Linked DNA regions of Sus scrofa: region 2 is linked to region 1. The links are chromatin contacts, called in public Hi-C maps. All regions are on one chromosome and are shown on one strand. The core of a region is the stretch at or near the end of the contact, and the rest is flanking DNA. Distances in the headings are between cores, read along the strand shown.

Evidence for each region. A called contact is a pair of places that touch in the nucleus more often than the background predicts.
Region 2: a Hi-C map of skeletal muscle shows a contact between it and region 1, with 3 times the contacts expected there. The contact joins two enhancer-like sites. A contact is called at or near these places in 2 of 47 Hi-C or Micro-C datasets (heart right ventricle and skeletal muscle) and 1 of 2 datasets of contacts at active chromatin or transcription factors (skeletal muscle).

Annotation. Positions count from the first base shown.
Region 1 is chr7:14,664,646-14,670,324 of Sscrofa11.1, forward strand. No RefSeq gene overlaps it. Among named protein-coding and RNA genes, the nearest start is that of ID4, 610 kb to the right of the region's middle. Within about 2 kb of position 3,181, at least 17 of the 83 cell types and tissues checked have an H3K27ac peak or open chromatin away from gene starts, as enhancers often do. A contact at or near this core is called in skeletal muscle, where this site is marked.
Region 2 is chr7:14,741,053-14,746,492 of Sscrofa11.1, forward strand. The region is part of intron 1 of LOC106504333 (a long non-coding RNA gene); the gene reads left to right. Among named protein-coding and RNA genes, the nearest start is that of ID4, 540 kb to the right of the region's middle. Within about 2 kb of position 2,764, at least 15 of the 83 cell types and tissues checked have an H3K27ac peak or open chromatin away from gene starts, as enhancers often do. A contact at or near this core is called in skeletal muscle, where this site is marked.

The DNA of each region.
Region 1 (5,679 bases), core at 1,931-4,430:
CAAACATTGTTCACTGAGATTGTTCCAGATCATTGCTTCATGACACGGCAATGTACTTTCCAGCTGACCTAGAATGACATCCTTTCAGCCTTTGTCTTCAGGGATCCATCCTGTTAGGATCCCCTCTCTCCCAGAGGCATTTTAAAAGTATGATGCCATAAAGACAGCTCAAGCTCACTTGGTCTAAAAGGAAATGCATGCCTTGTTTTCATGCCAGACTGTGGGTAGTCTCTCTCTTCTTTGTCTTTCCATGAAAGGCAGTTGCAGCCAGCCATGTATCTTCTGATTTTCCCAGCTTGGCAGCAGATCCCAATATCTATTTTTATAAACACTATCAAACTTCAGGGAACACGCATAAATTCCTCCTAGATGGCAAGTGCTCTGAGGCCTCCCTCATCCAAATTTGATGCACTGAGTAAGGCTTAAAAGTCTGCATCTTGAAAATGTTTGATTTCAGAGGTTGATCTGGTTTCTCTTGGTTTGCAGACCTTCAAAGTCTCAGGGAGCCTCCCTTTCTTAGTTAGTGGGGAGAGCCTTCCTTCCCTTCTTCATATGCATTCCCCCTAGTAATAGTACTCGCTACTAGCTTGGTAATTCTCTCCTTCCACAACTTACCTTTCTCCCCAGGAACTCCTGTCTTTTGCTTATATAGAATGGATGGGAGAGGTGAAAAGGAAAAAGTGGTTCCAATCTGATCACTTCTTAAGAAATCTTCAGGGGAAATCTCTTTGGCTGCTCTTTAGGACATAGAGTCATTTATTGACAGAGATATTCAATACATTTAATGGCACCATGGCAGACCCTTGTCATGGATTCAGACCACAAGTTTACAGCAGTATTCTGGAAAGGCCTTGGTGATCCAGGATCTAGCATCATTTTGATGGATCATTTAAAAATCAAGGGGGTTCAGGGGAGAAGCCAAGGTGGTAGAGGGGTAAAGCTCAGGGAATTGTCTCTTTACCAACTGCCCATAATTATTTCTACATTTTAGCTACCAGGTGATTATCAGCCCTTCCAATGGCCAGTTATTCTTGGGATTGAAGCTTGAGTTATGGTTTAAGAAATAATAAGAGGGAGTTCCCGTCATGGCTCAGTGGTTAATGAATCTGACTAAGAACCATGAGGTTGAGGGTTTGATCCCTGGTCTTGCTCAGTGGGTTAAGGATCTGGTGAGCTGTGGTGTAGTTCACAGATGCAGCTCGGATCCCGCGTTACTGTGGCTCTGGTGTAGGCCAGTGGCTACAGTTCCAATTTGACCCCTAGCCTGGGAACTTCCATGTGCTGTGGATGTGGCCCTAGAAAAGACAAAATATACATATATATATATATATATATATATATATGAAAAGTCCTATTCCACATCTTATTACATTTGAGCTGATGGGGCCAGTGTCCAAAATTTTTTTTGATAAAAAGAATGTAACTGAGTTAAGGAATGAGCCTTGGAAAGAAGAACACACAAAGACATGGCGTAAAAGGAGAGGAAATCAAAACAATGTGATATCCAGAAAATAAGAACTATCTTAAAGTAGGCCATTGAAGTGGGAGGATAAGGAGACTGAAGGCGAAGGGAACATCCTTGTGTTGATTGGCTACCTTCATAAGAAAACTCTTAGGAGGGTGGTGAAGGTGAAACGAGAGGAGGACAGGAGAGCAGAGGGGGAGTTTCCATCATGGCTCAGTGGTTAACAAACCCAACTAGCATCCATGAGGATGTGGGTTGGATCCCTGGCCTTGTTCAGTGAGTTAAGGATCTGGCATTGCCGTGAACTGTGGTATAGGTCACAGACGTGGCTTGCATCCCACATTGCTGTGGCTGTGGTGTAGGCCAGCGGATATGGCTCCAATTCAACCCCTAGCCTGCCTGGGAACTTCCATAGGCCTCAAGTGCAATCCTAAAAAGACAGAAAGCAAACAAACAAAAAAAAGCAAAAAAAAAAAAAAAAAGAGAGAGAGAGCAGAGGAGTGGAGATGAGGAGATGAGTGTGGCAGATTCAGACAAGTCAAGTGTGGATTTGAACTTGATGAAAACAAGTTGAATGGTAGTGAGAAGCATGTATAGAAATTTGCTTGTTTGAAATTTGCTGCTGTTATTTTTAATAACTTCAGCAGGTTTAAAGGTAGAAGAATTGGAACAGGTGGAGAAAAAAATGTCTGTGACTATGATGAAAATATGGTGCATGGTCTCCTACATGGAAAGACTTTATCTAAAGCTCACACAGATTAAGGTGTTGGTTTCCCTTTCCTGAAAGTCTATTTAAGACTCAATGATGGCCCCAAAGTAGCCACTTGGTGTGAAAAAAGAATGAGTATGAGCAAAAGCGGTAGCTTAAGCCAGTAAACTCCTGTCTTCTGAGGAAAATAGAAGGCAAAAAGATCATTGAGAGTGGCAGAGTGAAAAGAAAAAGAAAAAAGGTCTAGAATATTTAACACAGGGTACAGGAGATTTGTAAAACTGAATTATTCATCTCTAAGGTACGTTCTAGCTTCAGCTGGAAAGTAGGTTGTTAGGACTGGTGGTTGTGAACAGACCTGTATGTTTTAAGGCTCAGGAAAATGAATGTAGAGAGAGATGGTACATTTAATTCAAGGAGTGGAACTGCTATGGCTGAGTGGTTAGGCATGGCTAGAATGAGCAATGGAAAGCAGAAAAGAACTAAGTGTCTACGGCCAGGCATGGGAGTGAACCCATGGATTGGACAGGAAGAGGCATGAAGTTCTGAGTAAATGGTAGGCTCTGTTTAAGTCGGAAACTGATCATGTAACTGTAAAATAAGAAGAGGGATTGACATAGTGGTTATTCTTTTGAAAGGGAAACAGGTTCCGCAGATGTCGAGGATCTGCTAGGCCTCACTGAATTGTGACTGGTATGAGAAGTCGGGAGGGAGTAAAGTCTTCACTGGTTTGGCTTTTGATCTGAAATAAGTTTCAACAGTGTGATATGCTAAGGAAATAAAGAGGAGCAGCCCTGGAATGGACAAGAGTAAAGCCACACGGACAGATGCAAATATGTGTGTGTTCACTTGCTTTTGAAAGAAAACATTTTGTTTTCAGCAAACAGCTTGCATCTTGTGCTTCCTTGATTTTTTAAAAGGAAAGTACACACACAAAACAGCCTGTCACTGCTGGCTTCACAGAGAAGGAAGACAGGGCCTTGAGTGTTTTCCAGTAACCAGCTCCCTAAGCTGGTTCTCACACGAGAAAGAAACTCAGAGTAACAAAAGGTGCCTGTGAAAGGTTCTTTTAGACTAAAATTTGGTGGAGATTAAAAGAGGGCAAAAGTTCAAATGAAAAGGAGCCATTGCCAAGTAAGCAGGAATCTTAGCCAAGGGGAAGGAAAGGGAGACACTGGTTTAAAATGCAAGTAACCATGGCGAGCCAACAGCTCAATGCTAGAATCTGGTTAAGAAGTAATATCACACAGAGCCCTGATTGTTTATTCAAAGCAGGCCATGAGAGAACAGTTGTCTCCAATGGGTACTCTCACAGCTTGGATTCAAAATTATAAGTGCATTTTTAAAAGCGTCCAGTGCTTCTCCCTGACCCATTTGGTATTAAGCAAAAAGAAAAGAAAGCACAAAGTTTATTCTCAGTGTCTCTTGTGGGTTTAAGACAGCTTTACATATGGAAAAGCATTTTGGTGTCAGCTGTTGAACTGGTTTCCTGCTATTCTCCTCTCAGTTGCCATTGGAAACTCTGCCTGACTGTGTGGTAAGATCACCCATTTCCCAAGGTTCAGAAACCGATGCTCCTCTAAAGGGAAGCAGAACATTTCTTTCTTTACATGTTCATGTTGTACTTTGCCCCTGATTCTGAGTAAGAAGGGCTTGCAAACAGCTAAAGGACTGTGAAAATAAAGATGAGGTATTGAAATACAAGATAAAGATAAACCTAATATAATGAAACAAGAAGCTTCGCAATGATCAGAAACCCACCTTCACATTCATGCCAATCTGTCCATTCTAGATGGTCCATTTGCTGTCATTAATACTGTATACAGTGGTGCTAGAGGCTTCCATCCTTCCATGTAAATGAAATGTCTATGCAGCAATGATTTGCAGAAGGGAAGAAGGATCCTGAGCCATTGAAATTTATGCAAAAGCTTCCATGTCATTCAGCATGTGCATTTTTCTGGGAGTATCTGTCCATAATTTTCCTGAGATTTTCAAAATGGTCCATGATCCTAAAAGCATTAAGAACCAATAAACTGAAGTGTCATCAAATAAAGTACATTGGCTATACTCAGGCATATGGAAAGAATGTAGTGTAATAAATTTGATTGTTACAATATAGTAACATGGTCTGTGCACTTGGAAAGCTTTCTTCCTGATTAATGGATACAACCCAGTCAAGGAGAGGAAATTTTCAAGAGGAGATTGACTGCAGGAAGCTGAGAGAACTCGTCTCCCAGTCCTGTCCAGGCAGGAGGATCATCTTCTAACTCTCAGTGTCTGTATTCTGCTCTTTGCAAGTCTTGAGCCATTAGGGAATCAATCTGAGAGCTGTAAGAGAATCTATATTATAGTCAGGAAGCGAAAAGTGTGTTTCAGAGCTCAACCTGATGATTCCACAGACCAATCTGGAGGAAAAGGGAAGGACAGCCTAATCATGTGGTCTCGTCAAGGGAAGAAGTCCAGCAACATGTTCGAGCCCTTAAAGCATGTAATCTTGAGTCAGACTGCTTAGCTTTGAAACTTGATCCATTAAGTATAGTAGATATGATAATCATGTGCTATTTACATACCATCTCTGTGCCTGAATCTCCTCACCCTTAAAGTGGAGTTATAAGCTTGTTGTCTTACGTTATTCAGTTGTTTAAACAGCAGAAGTTTAACATTTTAATTACAATTCTGGAGGCTAGAAGTCCAAGATGAAGGTTCAAGCTGATTCGCTTCCTGGTGAGAGTTCTCCTCTCAGTTTGCAGGAAGCTGCCTTGTCACTGTGTCCTCACATGGCTTTTTCTCAGTATGTGTAAGTTGAAGTGGGTAGCCCTCCAGTGTTTCTTCTTATAAAGGCGCTAATCCTGTCAGATCCAGGGCCCAACCTTATGCCCTCATTTAACTTTAATTTACTTTCTCGGATGTCCCACCTCCACATCCAGCCATACTGCAGTGTAGAGCTTCAACATATGGATTTGGAGGGAACACATACATTCAGTCTGTAAACTCATTATTCACAAATTCCATATTTGTGAATTTACCTACTCTCCCTACAATTTATTTATGACTCCGAGATCAATAGTCATGTGGTCATTTGCAAAGATGCAAAGAGTGGTGAAAAATTTGAGTTGTCCAGTGTCTAAGTTCCCGATTAAGGGAGAGCAAGGTGATGCTCTGACTTGTTTCAGCTCTTATATTCTAAACAAGTATACTTTTTATGGTTGATTTAGTGCCATGTGTTTAACATCTTTGTGCTTTTATTGGTGATTTCACTGTTTAAAATGGCCCTTAAGCATAGTGCTGAATGCTATTTGGTGTTCTTTAGTGTAAGTGTGCTGTGATGTGCCTTACAGAGAAAATATATGTGTTAGATAAGCTTTGTTCAGGCATGAGTTGGTCTGAGTGCTGTTGGCCACAAGTTTAATGTAAATTAATAGTACATATTAAACAAAATGTCTTTCAACAGACATTTTGTATTGATCAAAGAAAATATTTCAACCAGATTCTTTTAGGAACATAA
Region 2 (5,440 bases), core at 1,514-4,013, 76 kb after region 1:
GACCCCTAGCCAGGGAATTGCCCTATACCCCAGGGTTCAGCCCTTAAAAGACCAAAAAAAAAAAAAAAAAAGTTGATTGAATATAAACAAAAATTTTCTGCAATCTTTATACATACTTCCAACAGTAAAAGAAAATGTGTGAGTTGTGCACAAGTGTAATTATGATCTGATAGGGAACTTACACTCAAGGAAATTAATGGCCAATGCCTTGATAAAAAGGCTGGATCCCAGCACTTTTGAATCTTGCTTTAAAATTCTTTTATTAAAACCATACTTATATTTTAATTTTATTACATCTAGAAATGCCTCTTGGCATTTCAAAGCATTAAAGTAGTGATCTTAGAATATTTCTAAAGTGTATCAAATGTCTACTCTTCTTCTTACATTTGTAAGCATTTGTCTACTTTTGAATATTTCATCAGCATTTTCATGGAAACTCCCTTTGGGTTGTATCTTTTTTAGGCCGAGCCTTTTGACTCTTGCTCTATCTCAGAGTGCAGAACAATGAACAGTAACCCAACTACATGGAAGACAGAATGGGGTTCTTTTTTGATGATGGAGCCTAATTAGTGACATAAGTAAATGGTTACTTGGATCCAAAGCAACTTCTAAAATGTCAAAAAGAGGAGTTCACTTTGTGGCTCAGAGATAATCAACCTGACTAGGATCCATGAGGATGCAGGTTCAATCCCAGGCCTCACTCAGTGGGTTAAGGATCCAGCATTGCCATGAGCTGTGGTATAGACATGGCTCAGATCTGGTGTTGCTGAGGCTGGGGTACAGGCCTATTGGACCCCTAGCCTGGGAACTTCCATATCCTGCAGGTGCGGCCCTAAAAATAAGTAAGTAAGTAAGTAAAGTAGTTAATCAAATAAAATAAAATATCAAAAAGAAAATAGTGAAACAGAATAAAAGTGCAAACAATCATCATCGATTAGCATGTATTAACCTTTTTTTTTTTCCTTTTTTTTAGGGCTGCACCTGTAGTATATGGAAGTTCCTGGGCTAGGGGTCAGATTGGAGCTTCAGCTACCAGCCTACACCACAGCCACAGCTAGGCAGGATCAGAGCTCATCTAAAAACCTATCCCACAGCTTACTGCAGTGCCAGATCCTTAAGCCACTGAGCAAGGCCAGGGATCAAACCTGCATCCTCATGGATACTAGTTGGGTTCTTAACCCCCCCAAGCTACAATAGGAACTCCTGCATTAGAATTTGGAAGTATCAAAAATAGAAAAACTGAGGGCTATTTCAGGCAAACCCTAAATTTTATGTTCCCTCCCTTATGCTTTATTTTTTTTGAAATTATATTAATAATATTTATTATTCCAGCAGCCACAAATAGGCTAAGACAGAAAATTATATAAACAGATTAGGGTGAAATTACTGAGCTATGAGCCTAGAAATATGATTTCTCAGGTTGTGTGATCTCAGTCAAGACTAGCCACATATCTTTAAAATGATAGTGTTTGGCTTGATGTCATCTGGTGTCCTGGCTAGTTCAAAGTTTCCTCTGAGCTCTTGACCTAGCAAAAAGAAGAAAGACAGAAGAATAATGATTTTTGATGATGATTCCAAAAGAGCTTCTGAGTGTTTGCCTTATTTGAACTTATTTTCCCATTTCCAACGACTGGTGATGAGGCTTAAAGGCCACATACTGAAAGGATTTGGGGAAATATTTTGAATATTTATATAAACTGATGAAATATTATATAAATATAAAATATGTTTATACTGGAGATAATCTTGAAGGAGAGGCTTGGAAAACAGACGTCTGGATGGACAGATGTAGGGAAGGAACACATTTCGATGGGAACAAGATAGTCAGAGGAGTGAATACATAGAAATGAAAGTGGCGTCTCCCAGGAGGAGTGAGAAGAAAAGCATCTTAGATCAGAGGGACTGCACTAGCGGGAGGTGGGATCAGAAGAGTTGTGAAGCATCCACACTTCATAGATGTTCAGACTGAAGAAGATAGACTTTTCTTGATAGTTAATGGGAAGCTAGCAGTGGGAAAGGATTACAGGAGGCTACTTAGTCCTTTGGGAAGAACAAACAAGGGCCAGTTGGGAAAACTGATTAAATGAGAGAAAAGACAAGTAGCAAGAGTCAAGGTAGACATCTATTGCAATTGTATAGGTGACGACCTAAAGCATTAGACATGGAAATCATCTAATGCTTGAAGGAGCTCCTTCAGTAACTCTCTCTTCTTCTTTCCCCTTTCCCTTCCTGATCTGAATAAGCCTCTGGGTAATGAGGTAATGCTGAGAAAATTATGCTTTCAATCACCAAGCCAAAGAAATTATCCCAGCCCCTAGTGGTGGTCTTTGGTTGGATGACAGAGTTGATTTTGTAGCTTGTCTCATGGAGGCCTCTGGGAAAATCATTCCATGGTGTGACCTTTTGTTTTCACATGATTATGGAGATATGACCCACATCCCCACCCTGAGTTCAAAAAGAAACAAATCTTCTTCATTACTTTGTTGGCTCGTCTCATGGTCTCATGTCCTGATCTCAGCCAGTTTTTTGGTTTTTTTTTTTTTTTTTTTTTTTTTTTTCCAGGGTCTCCTTCTATCTGCTCTCCTCCCACGATAATAGTCTTGTATGTTTTGTTCCCTGGGAGCCAAAGACACACTCTTTATGTGGTGAAAAGAGTAGATTCACCAAAGTCACTCTGGACTTGCTGTCCAGAGCCCAGTGACGATAATAGTTCCACTATCTAAAAGAAAAATATGATTCTACCACAAACACTCCCATGATGATTCAGCCCTAACTCTTGCCAGAGGGAGGGCTGCGCCATTTTTTTCCCTCTCCCCAGCATGCAGGCTGCTGTGAAGAAGCATCTGCTGTCTAATTCTTTTCTATATTAGGATAAAATGTTTTTTGGCTTGCTGATTTCAGGCCCTTAGGAAAAGGGGGAAAAAAGAGTTTCTCATAAAGTCTTCATTGCACAACCAATTGGTCTGTGTCCTGGGAACCCCAGGCGTATATTCAAAGACTGAGTCCCAAGAGCAGCAGCTCAAAGATGATGGGTCAGGAGCTGGATAAGATGTGCTCACTCTGGGGGTACAGATGGTATCTATTTAGCTAGCATTTTCCCAAATAATGATTGCTTTAACCCCAGATCATTTTAACCAGCTTCTTATCACATTTGGAAGGGCCAGCTTACTTTTCCTAAAGATTAACCAGACACAGCTTTTAATTTTCATAGTTCAAGTAAGGGATGGGAGAACCAGCTGAAAAGAGTGTGGTCTAGGAATAAAAATACTCATTCAGAGTTTGACATGTCCTTGAGAATATGTCTGAAAAGTAACCAGAGGGAGAAAGCATGGGGCAGTGTTTTCCTTTCTGTTCCTTCTGTGTGCCCCGCCCCCCACCTCCACATTCAGGGCTGCTTTTGATGAATGAAAACAAGGGCACAATGCCTACAACAAGATTCCTGGCCCAGATCAGGGGCTGGAGACTAGGGAGGTGAGAATACTGAAGGAAGCATCAACCTGTTGAAGGCTGCTGGCCTTTCCATCTCATGAGAAAACTAGATAGGAAAGTCTAGGGTGAAAAAAAAAAAAAAAAAAGAAAGATTGTATTTGTCTCTCTTCCTCTTGTCCTTTATCTTTCTGTGTGCCAGTTACCTGGCTTGCTCAGCAAGTGCTGGCAAGCTTCACTGCACCCCTAGACACCATTCAGAAGTGAACTGGGAAGCCCAAGCTCTCTTCTGGAAATCAGTAACATCCATAGGGCAATGAGCTATGCTTTGGTTTGTTTTTGTAGTATACTTGTAGTAATAATAACAATTCTCATTGCTTTTGTTGCTATGATTTTGTCAAACTAGTCAGTGTGATATATTTCTTATTACATTATGAATGCCCTCATGGACACGGGGCTATAGCTGTTGAGCATGCTTTAAACAAGCTAACCTCATATATCTCACTGCTTGCCATTTAAGGACCAGAGAGAATGTAACCTCCTTTTTTGTTCAATAAGATAGATTTTAAAGCCAAAGTGAGGCATGTCACAATCAAAAGGACTTACTTTTTTTATTTTTTTTTTTGTTATAGTTGATTTACAATGTTCTGTCAAACTTATTTTCTTTTTAAATCAAGATGATAGAGCAAGAAGCTATTAATTAAGTGATAGATATACTTCTTCAGAAAGCCCATACTTTATGTTTGTAGTCAGAAAATACTAATTCTCAGAGTTTTTGCAGTGCAGCTCTCCAAAGACTTCCCTTTTGGTTGTGGGCAATTCATAGATATCAGCTTCTTGCTCCCTGGTTAAGGTTGATGGGCCAGGGAACAACTTTTATTAGGTTTCAACACATCTGTGGTACTTAAATAAGAGATTGAAACAGGCACTTGTTCTGTGCTGTAGGGTGATAAGTTGCATTAATTTTTATTTTAGTCTGTCTCCAAACATGGCTTTTATAGACTAATAAAAAAGCAATTTTTATAAGTTCACAAAAAACAATGAACACAGTCGAGCATAAATATCTTACAACCCCAGCCAGAGGAAAATTATGAACTAAAAAAATCTGCTGAAAGTGGCACAAAAGCACAGTACCTAGATGCTTCATTCTCAAGGTAAATTAAACTCTCACCTAAATGGAAGATTCTTCAATGTGAATTTCCACCAGCAATTCCTCCCTGCTTTCACCCCCTGCAGTCAGAACTCTGTCACCCACCCCTTCACTAATATATACCCATCACACTCTTTGCAATCTGCCTCACAAACTCAGCTCTTTGGGGGTAATATTATCTATTAATACAAGTCCTCACATTTCTATGTAGGTATAAGTATATTCAGAATATGCTGGGAAACACTAAAACCTTAGTCAAAAATCTCTCAGGAAAATTACTCCATTGTTATATCTCTGGAGAGGCGTTTTATAAATGTGTGGGCAGAATCTCTCAGACAATAAAACATAAAAGTATTCTTTGAATAACCCTCTTATCAAAGTTATCCCTGATGGTTTTTATATACTGGTAGCTCCTACTTGGTTACATAAGTTTAATGCTATGTGCAATACATGAGCTCAATTAATATTTAACATTACGTACCCAAAATTTTTCCCAGAAGTTAAAAAAAAAAAAAATCCATGACTCATCCATATCTTTTGTTTACTTAGTGCCAAACATCTGAATTATGGGCAACTTCCAGACGACTAACCATGATACTGACTTTTGATTCTGCCAGTCTGGGCTCATGAGATTATTACCCTTTAAGTGTGGTGCATAAATCCTTGTTTTCACTACTTCAGTAAATTTTATGCACAGCCACATAATTAGCCTGACTTGAAGACTTCCCATTCCTTTAATACTCCATGCGAAAAGGAGAAGAAGCAAGTCAGCAGACAAATAAAGCACTTAAGAATTTTAATTTTAATACAACCTGTTACCTTAGACAAAGTCTGTTGACCTTCTTAACCTTGAATTGGTTGAAC